2 separate regions of the Pan troglodytes genome follow, and region 2 is linked to region 1. Evidence: chromatin contacts called from public capture Hi-C data. All regions are on one chromosome and are shown on one strand. Each heading gives the region's core, a stretch centred on a gene start, on an enhancer-like site or on the middle of the called end of the contact. The rest is flanking DNA. Distances are from core to core; before and after follow the strand shown.

What was found. Capture Hi-C pulls out chosen DNA fragments and counts their contacts.
Region 2: a contact with region 1 is called in a capture Hi-C map of stem cell-derived neural stem cells, with 5 times the contacts expected there. The contact joins two enhancer-like sites. A contact is called at or near these places in 3 of 7 Hi-C or Micro-C datasets (blood, induced pluripotent stem cells and stem cell-derived neural progenitor cells) and 1 of 1 other capture datasets (stem cell-derived neural stem cells).

What each region holds. Positions count from the first base shown.
Region 1 is chr16:63,449,677-63,455,056 of NHGRI_mPanTro3-v2.0_pri, reverse strand. All of the region lies in intron 7 of THSD4 (thrombospondin type 1 domain containing 4), which reads right to left. Among named protein-coding and RNA genes, the nearest start is that of NR2E3, 330 kb to the left of the region's middle. Within about 2 kb of position 2,361, at least 1 of the 24 cell types and tissues checked has an H3K27ac peak or open chromatin away from gene starts, as enhancers often do. A contact at or near this core is called in stem cell-derived neural stem cells, where this site is marked.
Region 2 is chr16:63,803,592-63,809,481 of NHGRI_mPanTro3-v2.0_pri, reverse strand. NR2E3 (nuclear receptor subfamily 2 group E member 3) reads right to left here. Exons shown (of 13, transcript XM_016927697.3): 4 at 2,410-2,596; 5 at 270-339; 6 at 1-158. Among named protein-coding and RNA genes, the nearest start is that of NR2E3, 20 kb to the right of the region's middle. Within about 2 kb of position 2,056, at least 2 of the 24 cell types and tissues checked have an H3K27ac peak or open chromatin away from gene starts, as enhancers often do. A contact at or near this core is called in stem cell-derived neural stem cells, where this site is marked.

The sequences.
Region 1 (5,380 bases), core at 1,112-3,611:
ATTAAGGTTTATTACCTTTAAAAAGAAAAAAATTCTTTCCTAGAGGTGCAAGAGAGGAAAGAGTGGGGTTTCTTTTTGTTTTTGTTTTGTTTGAGATGGAGTCTCACTCTATCACCTAGGCTGGAGTGCAGTGGTGCTATCTCTGCTCACTGCAACCTCCACCTCCTGGGTTCAAGCGATTCTCCTGCCTCAGCCTCCCAAGTCGCTGGAATTACAGGCATGCATCACCACACCTGGCTAATTTTTATATTTTTAGTAGAGGTTGGGTTTTGCCATGTTGACCAGGCTGGTCTCAAACTCCTGACCTCAAGTGATCCATCTGCCTTGGCCTCCCAAAGTGCAGGGATTACAGGTGTGAGACACTGTGCCCAGCTGAAAGAGTGGTTTTAAATGTACATTTGAGTTATTTTCCATGCAATTCTTTCACTCTAAAGAGCATGCCCCCGCCATAGAAACCAGGTTCATTTGCAATGCTCCCATGCCTGGAAGAGATGCCTGGAGTGTCTCATCTGTGGAAGCTGCCAGCAGGCGGTTATGATGGTCACAACACAAGAAGGCAATGACCATCACAATCCATTTTTTACATGTACCTATTCATTAAATCTCATCAGAAAATCTTTAAAACTGCACATACCCACATCCCTCAGTGTCTGGATACAATACCTCCAGGGAACAAAGCCACCAACCAGCAGACAACCATTGTTGTAGTGTAATTCAACTTTGTTTTTTGGACACTGAAATTCACAGTTGTTACTCAATGTCAAAATCTAAGTCGCCAAGTACCAATTGTTTACAGGCATAGTACTAAATAATTTCACATCTGCTCCTGTCGCCAAATATGATTTCCAATTATTATCCAGTGTATTATTCGCTTGTGGCAGGTGACACTGTGTTGCTCCATGGCCCTCACAGTGAGGCATCCAAGGACAGAGGAGATGACAGATCAGTTCCTGAAGCCCATTTCAGACAGAAGGGTCTGACAGCAAAACACTTTGAATTTGTAAGAAGTGGGTACTTCAGATCAAAGAGTTTAAGTTTTGAATTCTGAAAGGGCTTGGCCTGTAAGCTACATGGTAGAGAAGAGGAGAGCTACGGCATGAGGCAATGTCTTGCCACAGGGGAAAGGGCGGTCTTAGTCTGCTCAGGTTTCCATAAAAGAACACCATAGGTTGGGTGGCTAAATCACAGAAGCTGATTTTCTCACAGTCCTAGAGGCTGGAAGTCCCAGATCAAGGTCCAGAAGGCTTGGGCTCTCGTGAGGCTCTCTTTCTGGCTTGCAGATAGCCACCTTCTCGCTGTGTCCTCACATGGCCTTTCCTCAGTGGTTATGAGTAGAGACAGAGATAAACTTTCTGGTGTCTTTTCTTATAAGAGCACCAATTTCATCACAGGGGCCCTATCCTCATGACCTCATCTAAATTTAACTGCCTCCTGGCCAGGTGAGGTGGCTCATGCCTGTAATCCCAGGACTTTGGGAGGCCAAGGCAGGCAGATCACCTGAGGTCAGGAGTTCAAGATCAGCCTGGCCAACAAGGTGAAACCCCTTCTCTACTAAAAATACAAAAATCAGCTGGGTGTGGTGGCGGCACCTGTAATCCCAGCTACGTGGGAGGCTGAGGCATGAGAATCACTTGAACCCAGGAGGTGGAGGCTGTAGTGAGCAGAGATCGCGCTACTGCACTCCAGCCTGAGCGACAAGAGCAAAACTCCGTCTCAAAAAAATATAAATAATAAATAATAAATTTACCTCCTAAAGGCCCCATCTCCAAATACCATCACCTTGGGGTTAGGGCTTTAACATATGAATTTTTCTTTTTTTTTTTGGTGGAGGGGAGCCACAATTTCAGCCATGACAAGGGTTAATCCCTTTGAGAGCTGAGGGAGGAGGGGAGACTGGCACGGAGGGACTAAAGTTTCCAGTGTGGAACTTCTTCCTTCACCTCATGCAGTCTCCCCCATACCCAGCCCAGGGTAGAACCACCTGGGGGTGGGAATAGAAAACTACAGAGAGTTTTGGGAACCCAAAGCCACAGGGACTTGGGTCCTCCTTCCCAAATGGGAAAATGGGAGCTGGGAGATCACCTTGCAGAGTGACCCCAGCAACACAGGACAGCTGCAGGAGAGGAGATGCAGCGCTGTGGCAAGTCCAGCAGAGAAAGGAGCTGGCACAGCAGCCACAAAGCCAGTATGTGGCTACAGGAGGTGGTTAGGCATGAGGTGGATGGCCAGAGCTGGGAGCCTGGCAGGGATGCAGGGGAGCCTGTGAGCATCAGCTGCACTCATGAAGACCATGGTGGAGCTTGAGCTTGAGCTAGTAAGGAGGGTCCTGCGGGAAGGCTGGAGTCCACCAACCCTCAATGGTGTGCTGCCAAACAAACCAAGAGTCGCCTCCCTGTGACTGGAGCAGATGCAGCGAGGACATAGGTCCCAGAGACCAGGCAATGCGAAGTGCAGCTCCACTGGTCAGCACGAACCAGCAGAGAAGAACAATGGGGAGCACACCCTCTTTCCTCAGGACCAAAACGCTATGTATGCTTCCTCCTCCACCCTGACCTACCCAGGAGAACAGACTGAGAAAGGGGAAGAGAAGGGACCTGGAGAAGGAGGGAGGAACTCTGGGAGAGAGGGCAGTTTTCCAAAACAGGCCTAGTTCAGAAGTGACATCTAAACCAGAAAGGACTAGCTTTAACTGACTAGAAAATAAAATATCACCCCTCTCCCAGCCCCCATGCCTCTGTCTACCAAGTGTTAATGCAAATCATGTCCACTGAAGGAGTTCAGGAAATGCCACCCCAAAATATGCCACTTTGGTGTGCTGATTACTTAGAACTGAAGGCACTTGGGGAGCAGCAGATGCAGGCAGGGAAAGCCTTCCTTATCCGCCTAAAGACGGATCCTGCAAAACAAACTCAATTGTCATGAATCTGCTCCCTGGGAATCTTCTCAACATGGGAAGATTAACTGGGATCACAGGAGTGGAGCTTGGAGGTTGATCCCAGTCCAATCACCTCCGCTCCCAAGGGCTGCTCAGAAGCAACTTGTATTACTCAACAGACTTTTTATCTGCCTAACAAGGTTACTTTATTCACCATACAATTCCCCGACTCACCCTCCCATAACTTGTGTCGCTACCACCCCTAGAAGCCTCCCTTTTTTTTCTTTGAGAGGGAGTCTTGCTCTGTTGCCCAGGCCGGAGTGCAGTGTGGTGATCTTGGCTCACTGCAACCTCTGCCTCCCGGGTTTAAGTGATTCTCCCACTTCAGCCTCCTGAGTAGCTGGGATTATAGGTGTGTGCCACCATGTCTGGCCAATCTCTGCATTTTTAGTGGAGATGGTGTTTCGCCATGGTGACCAGGCTGGTCTCAAACTCCTGACCTCAAGCAATCCATCCGCTCTGGCCTCCCAAAGTGCTGAGATTACAGGAGTATGCCGCCACGCCCGGCTCCTAGCCCCACTATTCCTTTCTGTAGCTCAGGATGCAATATAGGCTTCAGTCATCTGACCCTTCTTTGAGTCTCATATTTTGTGGGGCTCCCGTGTGTACTTATATAATTAAATATGGCTTTCCTCCTGTTAATCTGTCTTATGTCAATTTAATTCATAGCCCAGCCAAGGAACCTAGAAGGGTGAGGGGCAAGCCACATTTCCCTCCCCTACACTACCAAGTGAAACGGGGGCTTGTGAACAATTTGAGCTGAGTTATGAGCAAAGTTACACCTCCACAGACTCCAATTTGTCACTAATTTATACTTGTTACATAACCTTGGATGCTATAAGAATTATTATTTCCATTTTACAGATGAGAAAACTGAAACCTGGAGAGCAGCAGCAACTTGTGAATGAGCACACAACTTGTAAGTGATAGAAGCTGGATGTGAGCTGAATCTTCTGAGCCCAAACCCAAAGTGTCTTCTGTTTCTTTCCTGTTCTACTCTCCCCCAACCCTCTCTGAGTGGGCATAGCTCTCAGGTGAAAATTAGAGCAAGAAAAAAAAAATCTTCAATTGCCTGCATTATTCTCACCTGGGCCTACAATCAGCAGGCACCCAGAGCATGAGTCTCCACTTTTTTCCAGGCCTAAGCTTCCTCCAGGCAGCGATGCCAGTCAAATGAGGCATATGGACACGCAGCCACCCAATTCACTAACTACAATGACTCAAGGCGCAGCGGGTTAGTGAAAGAAGCAACGGGTCTGCCATCCTTGAGTTTTCAAACACACACTGCTGGATTTATATATTTGTCCCACACAATCCCTCCTTCCCTTGTTCCTTCTTTTGCACATCACAACTCCTATGGCCATCCGTGTCCACCCTGGACAGCTGCCCTAGGCCAGAGTCCCAATCCACCTCTTTGCATTGTCACAGGACCTTAATATGGGAAGTAGTTTCTTTTCCTACTTTTAATCCTAAGTAGTTTTTTGTTCCTGTCTACAAATTCTATCATGAATTTGTGGTAAAAGCTACCCAAGGAACTAGGTGGATAACAATTGGTATTAAGATGACTGCTTTTCATTTTCTAGTAGTTGGGCCTGCATATTGGGTATAAATCAATTTTCTCCCAATTAAATCTACCTACTTCTCAAACGCTATTTTCACCTGAACTGTTAAATTTTACTTCTCATTTTGCTCCCAACACTTTACAACCCAAGCTAAAGTGACTATAAAATGTCTACACAGGATGGGGACAACGATTATCATCATTGTCCTCTGTGACTTTCATGTCTTTAGATTACATGGTAATAAAAATAACAGCTGATTGTATTTTTAGTACTTACAGAGTGGCAGGCACTGTAAGTACTACACAGAATTATCTCAATCTTCACAACGACTCTGTGAAGTAGGTTTTATTATCACCTCCATATTTTCTGAGGCGCAGAGAGGTTAATTAACCTGCCCAAGGCCACACAATAGTTAGTAGGTGATGGAACCCAGACAGCAACCCAAGTCTGACTCCAAAGCTCATGTTCTTCACCAGTGTCTGAAATGCCACATAGAAACAGTATCAATGTACCCCCAAATAATGTGTTCAGTGGAACAAGAGTTTTAAACCAGAAGTACTGAATAATAATAGTGTATGTGTTTATGTCGACAAGAGCAATTTAAAAGCCCTAATTACTAACTCAAATCAACATATAAGCCTTTTCCATCTGAATATCAAAGTCCTGATGTGGCAACTGAGTGTCCTCTGTGATCACCATCTCAAGGAATGTGGCCAAGGAGAATAGGTTTCCCTTGACCCTCTGGGGCAGTGACCAGGTCGCCCGCTGGTCAGACAGGCACACTGGTAAGGCTGGCCAGTCCATTTTCTGGTTTGCCCACTTTGGCTGCTGTGAGGGAGAATGAACAGAAAGGAAAGGGGGTTTGTATGTAATCATGAAATGT
Region 2 (5,890 bases), core at 807-3,306, 350 kb before region 1:
TGAGGACACAGCCACCTTGAGCCTGGCCACGGGCTCTCAGGAGCCCTCCCCTTCCCCCCGAACTCGGCCTCACAGCTCCGCCGGCCTCTTGCCACACCAGCCCCTGCGCTGCTCCCAGGTCCATCCTTCCCACCTCCAGCCCAGCGATGCCTCTGCTCCTGTGGGAAGGAGAGGGAAGGAGGAACTTGTCTTACATCCTTGCCTTATAGTAAGCCCCGGGCCCCCGCAGGGAGTGTGGAGAGAGCAGAGGCAGACCCAGGTTCAAATACCTTCTCCATCACCGGCCAGCCATGTGTCCCTGAGAAAGTGACTCAATCTGTCCAAACTTCAGTTCCTCACCTGTAAAACAGGATGAGAAGAGCACCTGTCCTATGGTGTAGTTGGGGAACTAAAGACAATGGTTCAGGAAATGTGTTTCAGCGCCTGGTACTCAGTAAGAACCTAATAAATGGTGTGTGCAGTTGATATTGTTATATTCTTGGGGTTACTGAGAAGGTCACACTCAGCAGCCTTTTCTTGCCTGCTCCTCCACCCCCAGGCCCACTTGCCAGCCCCCTCCCTGCCCGGGACAGAGCTGAAAGCCCATGTTGTCCTGGAGGGGACCACTTGTCCCCAGCAGAGCACAGCTCACCTCAGGATGAGCTGGGGTGGGGTTGGTCCAGCCTTAGACCCCAAGGGGAAGCGGGCAGAGCGTGAAGCTTCCAGAAGGATCATGGAGTTAAGGGGACAGGGGGCGGGGCCTGGCCCTTATGTAAGTGGGGTTAACCCTCCCTGTGACAGAGAAGCACAATTAGGGATTTGGGAAGTCAGCTCGAGGGGCTTTGCAGGGTAATCCGCTTTCTGGGGCCTCAGAAGATCGAGGCCACCGGGCTGGGTGCTCTCACCTGTTCTCCTCTCCTCCGTCCTCACCCCTCCCTGCCTCCTCTGCCAAAAAGCCCCTCAGGACAAGGTCTCCAGCTCCACCTAAGACTGAAGCTGAGGCCATCCTCCATGAATTTGACTGGCCACTCCCTCCTTCCTGAAGCCGCTCTTTCCCATCTCTTCTGGAACACGTGTCTTTGCCTTGAACTTGTCATCACCTCCATGTACCCAGAGGCTGGTCCCAGCAGCCCTTCCCGCTCTCTCCTCGGGCAGTTTCACACACACTCAGGCTTCCACGGCCACTTCATATCAGTTCCACCGTGGAGTCCAGCTCCACATGCCCCAGACCAAACCACCCCCAATTTATCTGCACAGAGGTAGTAACCCCAGGACTTGGGGGCCGCCTGGAGCAAATGTGTGCAGCTTTGAAAATGCCTAAGGCTGAGCTCAAGGGTCTCAGACTCTGGTGGCTGGAGCCAAGGACAAGCTGATGAGAAAGGCACATCAGAGACAAGATGGAAACTCAGGACAGCGCTGCGCTGTCGCGGGAGCCAGGGACGGGGAGGAATCAGCAATGGTGGTGTCACCATGCAAGTGTTCCGTGTCATGCAGAAAGGAAGCATGCCAAGTTCTTACACAGATCCTTCAAACCTCACAGCAGCCCTGTAAAGGAGCTGTCCTTACTAGCTTCAACTCATGGGTGAGGAAAAACAGAGTCAGAGAAGTTAAGTAATTTGCTTCAGGCCACACAGCTAGTGAGTGGTGGAGGAGGCTGGGGATGCAGATGAGGATTTCAAACTGTGCTTGGCACCGCACTCAGCTTTGCACCAGGACACCCTCCCAGGAGGGGCAGCTGCCTCCTTGGGTTTCAGCAGCAGCCGGAGGAGCTGGTGCCCTGGGAGGGAGCATGATTCAGAAGGCCTAGTTGTGGGGAGGGAGCGTGGCTGTGAGGGAAGGAGACGGGGCTGAGGGGTGGCAGGGAGGGTAACATTAAGGAAAGATTTTTTTCCCCAACGAATTTAGATATTTAAAGAAAAATATTTTAGGAATGCAGTTCCTTTTAAAATGGGAGCTACAGAGGAGAAAGAGCCAGGAAGAGAGGTGGAGGTGGGTGTACTTCAAACCCTGCCCCATGCCCAGCATCTCTGGAGAGACACCTGCAGGCTTGATGGGGAGGCAGCCGGCAGGAGAGAAGGGGCTGCTCCGGCCTGCAGCGGGCCCGGGCTTAAGGGCAGGCTTGGGCCAGCACCCCTCCTCTCAGAGCCTGGCTGTGTGGGCTTGGGGAAGTTATTCAGCCTCTCAGTTTCATGCTCTCTGGAATGAGTAGGATGGTGTCCCATTGGGCGGTTGTGGTGGAATTAAAGGAGGTGAACTGAAGGGGAAAGGGCAGATGGAAGGGAGGAAGCGGGGGCAGGGCTATTGGAGGAGAGCGCTTCCTTCTCTCAGGGGCAGCAGGCGCAGGGGAGGCCGCTGAGCCAGGCTGGCTTTGGCCCTCCTGCTCCTTCTGCCCAGACCCTTCCCATCCCTGAAGGCCTGTGCAGGGCTCACCTCCTCCAGGCTGCCTGTGCTGACTCCACAGGCCACCTGTTTTGACTCCTCAGGCCGCCTGTGCTCTCCGAGAGAGAGCTTGTCCGGGTGCAGATCTTGTCCTTATGTTGAACCTCACTCCAGGTCAACTTTCTCTCCTCCATCCAGATGGAAGATTCCAGGGAACAGGCTTAGAGTTTCGGGTTAGCTGGGGATGAGGATCCCAAGGCATTTAATGGACAGAGAATCTGTTTTCAACCTTGTCTATATTTCCCTGTATTCTGTAGTGGGTATGTATTACCTAAAATGGCAAAAACAAAACAAGCCAGGCCACACAAGAAACCCAGTCCCATCTAAATGAAAGCCCCCTGCAGTGTTTGACCGGCCCATTTTTACGCTGTTGATTTTGACTGTATTCTGTCACTCCATCACGTGGATGCCAGCCAAAATCCCCTCTGAGCCTGGCCCTGGGTTCTTTGGCAGGTCAGGCCAGCCAGAGCTGTGCCCTATGCACTGTGCTGGGGGAAAGGAAGCCAAAGCCCAGCAGGGCCTGGGGGTTGGGGGGTCTCCCCGATCTGTGATCACCAGCTGCTGGGGCAGACGCCAAAGGATTACTCAGCCCAAAGCCCTGAATCTGCTGACTAAGCTGCCAGAGGCCACCTTATCACTAATACAATTATTCCCCCAGGGGACAGGTCAGCAACTTCCTCTGACTCCAAGGAGGTCTGGGCCGGGTGGGGGTGGAATAAGAAGGCGTGATAGAGGCAGCAGGACTGACCTCCCTCTGCATCCTCAGGGCCCTGGCAAGGAATCCTCTGTCCTAGCCTCTCTAGGGGGAGCGGCTCTCTGGGCTTCTTGTCTGGGGCATGTCTCAGCCACAATACTGGGTGCCGGGAACAAATCTTCCAGGATTTCTTTTTTCCTTATTTTATTTTAGTTTTTTTGAGACGGAGTCTTGCTCTGTCGCCCAGGCTGGAAGTGCAGTGGTGTGATCTTGGCTCACTGCAACCTCTGCCTCCTGGGTTCAAGCAATTCTCCTGCCTCAGCGTCCCGAGAAGCTGGGATTATAGGTGCCCGCCACTATGCCCGGCTAATTTTTGTATTTTTAGTAGAGATGGGGTTTCAACATCTTGGCCAGGCTGGTCTTGAACTTCTGACCTCAGGTGATCCACCCACCTCGGCCTCCCAAAGTGCTGGGATTACAGGCGTGAGCCACTGCACCTGGCCCCAGGATTTATTTTTTCTTTCTTTCTTTCCTTCCTTCCTTCCTTTTCCTTCTTTTCTTTTTTTCTCTCTTTCTCTTTTTGAGACAGGGTCTTGCTCTGTCACATAAACTGGAGTTCAGTGGCGAGATCACAGCTCACTGCAGCCTCAATCTCCTGGGCTCAAGAGATCCTCTCGCCTCAGCCTTCCAAGTAGCTGGGACTACAGGTGCACACCACCATGCCTGGCTAACTTTTTAGTTTTTCATAGAGATGGGGTCTCCCTATCTTGCCCAGGCTGGTCTCGAACTCCTGGGTTCAAGTGATCCTTCTGCCTCAGCTTCCCAAAGTGCTGTCACCATGCCTGGCCCAGGATTTATTTCTTAAACAGTCACCCACCCCCACAAATTCCTGCCCACCCCCCGAATTCCTGCCCCCCACCCCCAAGTGTCTTCACCTTTGAAGCATAGCTAGTGGGGAGTGCACAGGCCCTGGAGCTGAGGTCTCAGCCATCCACACTCCAGGAAACTATCCCTTGGAAAATTTTACAAAGATTTAATTATATGGATGTACCCTGCAGCAATTTTCTGGACAACTGGCTAAATAAGTTCTACTCCCTCTGTACAGTGGAATCCCATGCAGCCATTGCAGCTGGTGGTGTTCCTATATTCATTTACGTGGAAATATGTCCACAATGTCTCAACTTCAAAGCCACTTACAAAACAGACATGGATAGTTTGATTTCATGTGGCCCAGGGGAATTTCTGGCTGAAGATCATGGGATGCTTGTCTCCTTGGCAGGACCTAAATGAATCAATGGTTTTCTTTCTAGAGCAGGGAGTGGAAGGTGCAGGGCTCCGAGAGGCAGACACCAGCAGGAATGTTTCTCAATAAAGCCTCTTTCTTTTCTTTTCAAGATAACATTTAGAAATGATCAGATATTCCCCTTGCACAGTTTTCCCAGCCCTTGACTAGTAAAGTCTTTTTCCCCTTGAAGTCTTCTAAAGGTCTAAGCAGGGCTGGCGGGGGCCCTGCCCTGTCCTGGGACAGGCAGACAAAAAGCAGCCTGTCTGGAACATGCACCATCTGTTGCTCCACCCTGGGTCACCTCTTCCTCCTCTGTACCCGAGATGACTGACAGGAACGACGTCCAGGTTAGCTTGGCTTGACTCCCAAGCACCATGCGAGGTGGCTGTCTCAGTTCTGTTGCAGAGCTGTCACCAGAGGCCACCGCAGACATTCTCCCCACAGGCAAATATTTCTGTTTCATTTGAATGTTTAATAATACACATGTATTACAGCTCTAACCTGGATAAAATAAAGTTCTTTGTATTTTAAAAAAAGAGACTAATTTGAAATCAATATTACCTATACTAATCATGATAGGAAATATTTATAAAGAAATTCAGTCTTTATGTGTGAAAATGAGAAGCTCCCCATGCTTTCATTTTCTCTCCCTCTTCACCCAAGAGGAGGACCTAAATCTCTAGCGGCTGCTCTGGCCTGAGCCTCGGCTGCTTGGAACAGCTGCAGCCCCCAGTGCAGAGGCCGCCCGTCCACCTGCTGCACCAGGTGTAAACCCTTTAGTTGCTGGGCCATGGGCAGATCTGGAGACCCTGGGAGGGGCCAGAACACTGGGGGCAGGCTGGGGCAGGAAGCTATTTGAAAACCAGTATAGAACTATTTTTAAACGTTTAACAACAGGCACAACCACACCAGGGTACACTAGCTGACTGACCAGTTCATTTATGCTGGTGGTGAGGACACCATGGAGGAACAGCAGTCAGGGCTGTGTCCAAAAAGTTATCTGGCTCTCAGGCTCAGAGTATGCACTCTTTTTTCATTTTCTTTTCTTTTCTTTTTTTTTGAGACAGGATTTCGGTCTGTCACCCAGGCTGGGGTGCAGTGTGGCGTGATCATGGCTCACTGCAGCCTCGACCTTCTGGGCCCAAGCAATCCTTCTGCCTCAACCTCCTGAGTAGGTGGGACCACAGGTGTGTGCCACCACACCCGGCTAATTTTTAATTTTTTTGTAGAGATGGGGGTCTCCCAATGTTGCTCAGGTTGGTCTCGAACCCCTGGGCTCAAGCGATCCTTCTGCGTTGGTCTCCAAAGTGCTGGGATTACAGGGCGTAAGTCAGTGTGCTTGGCCTAGAATTATAATCAAGATAAAATAAAGCTTTTTTGTCTTTTTAAAAGAGACTGGTTAATTTTTAAAAAATACGAGCTGTAATAATAATGGAAAATATTTATTAAGAAATTTTATGTGCCAGACACAGTTCTAAGCGTTTATATGTGTA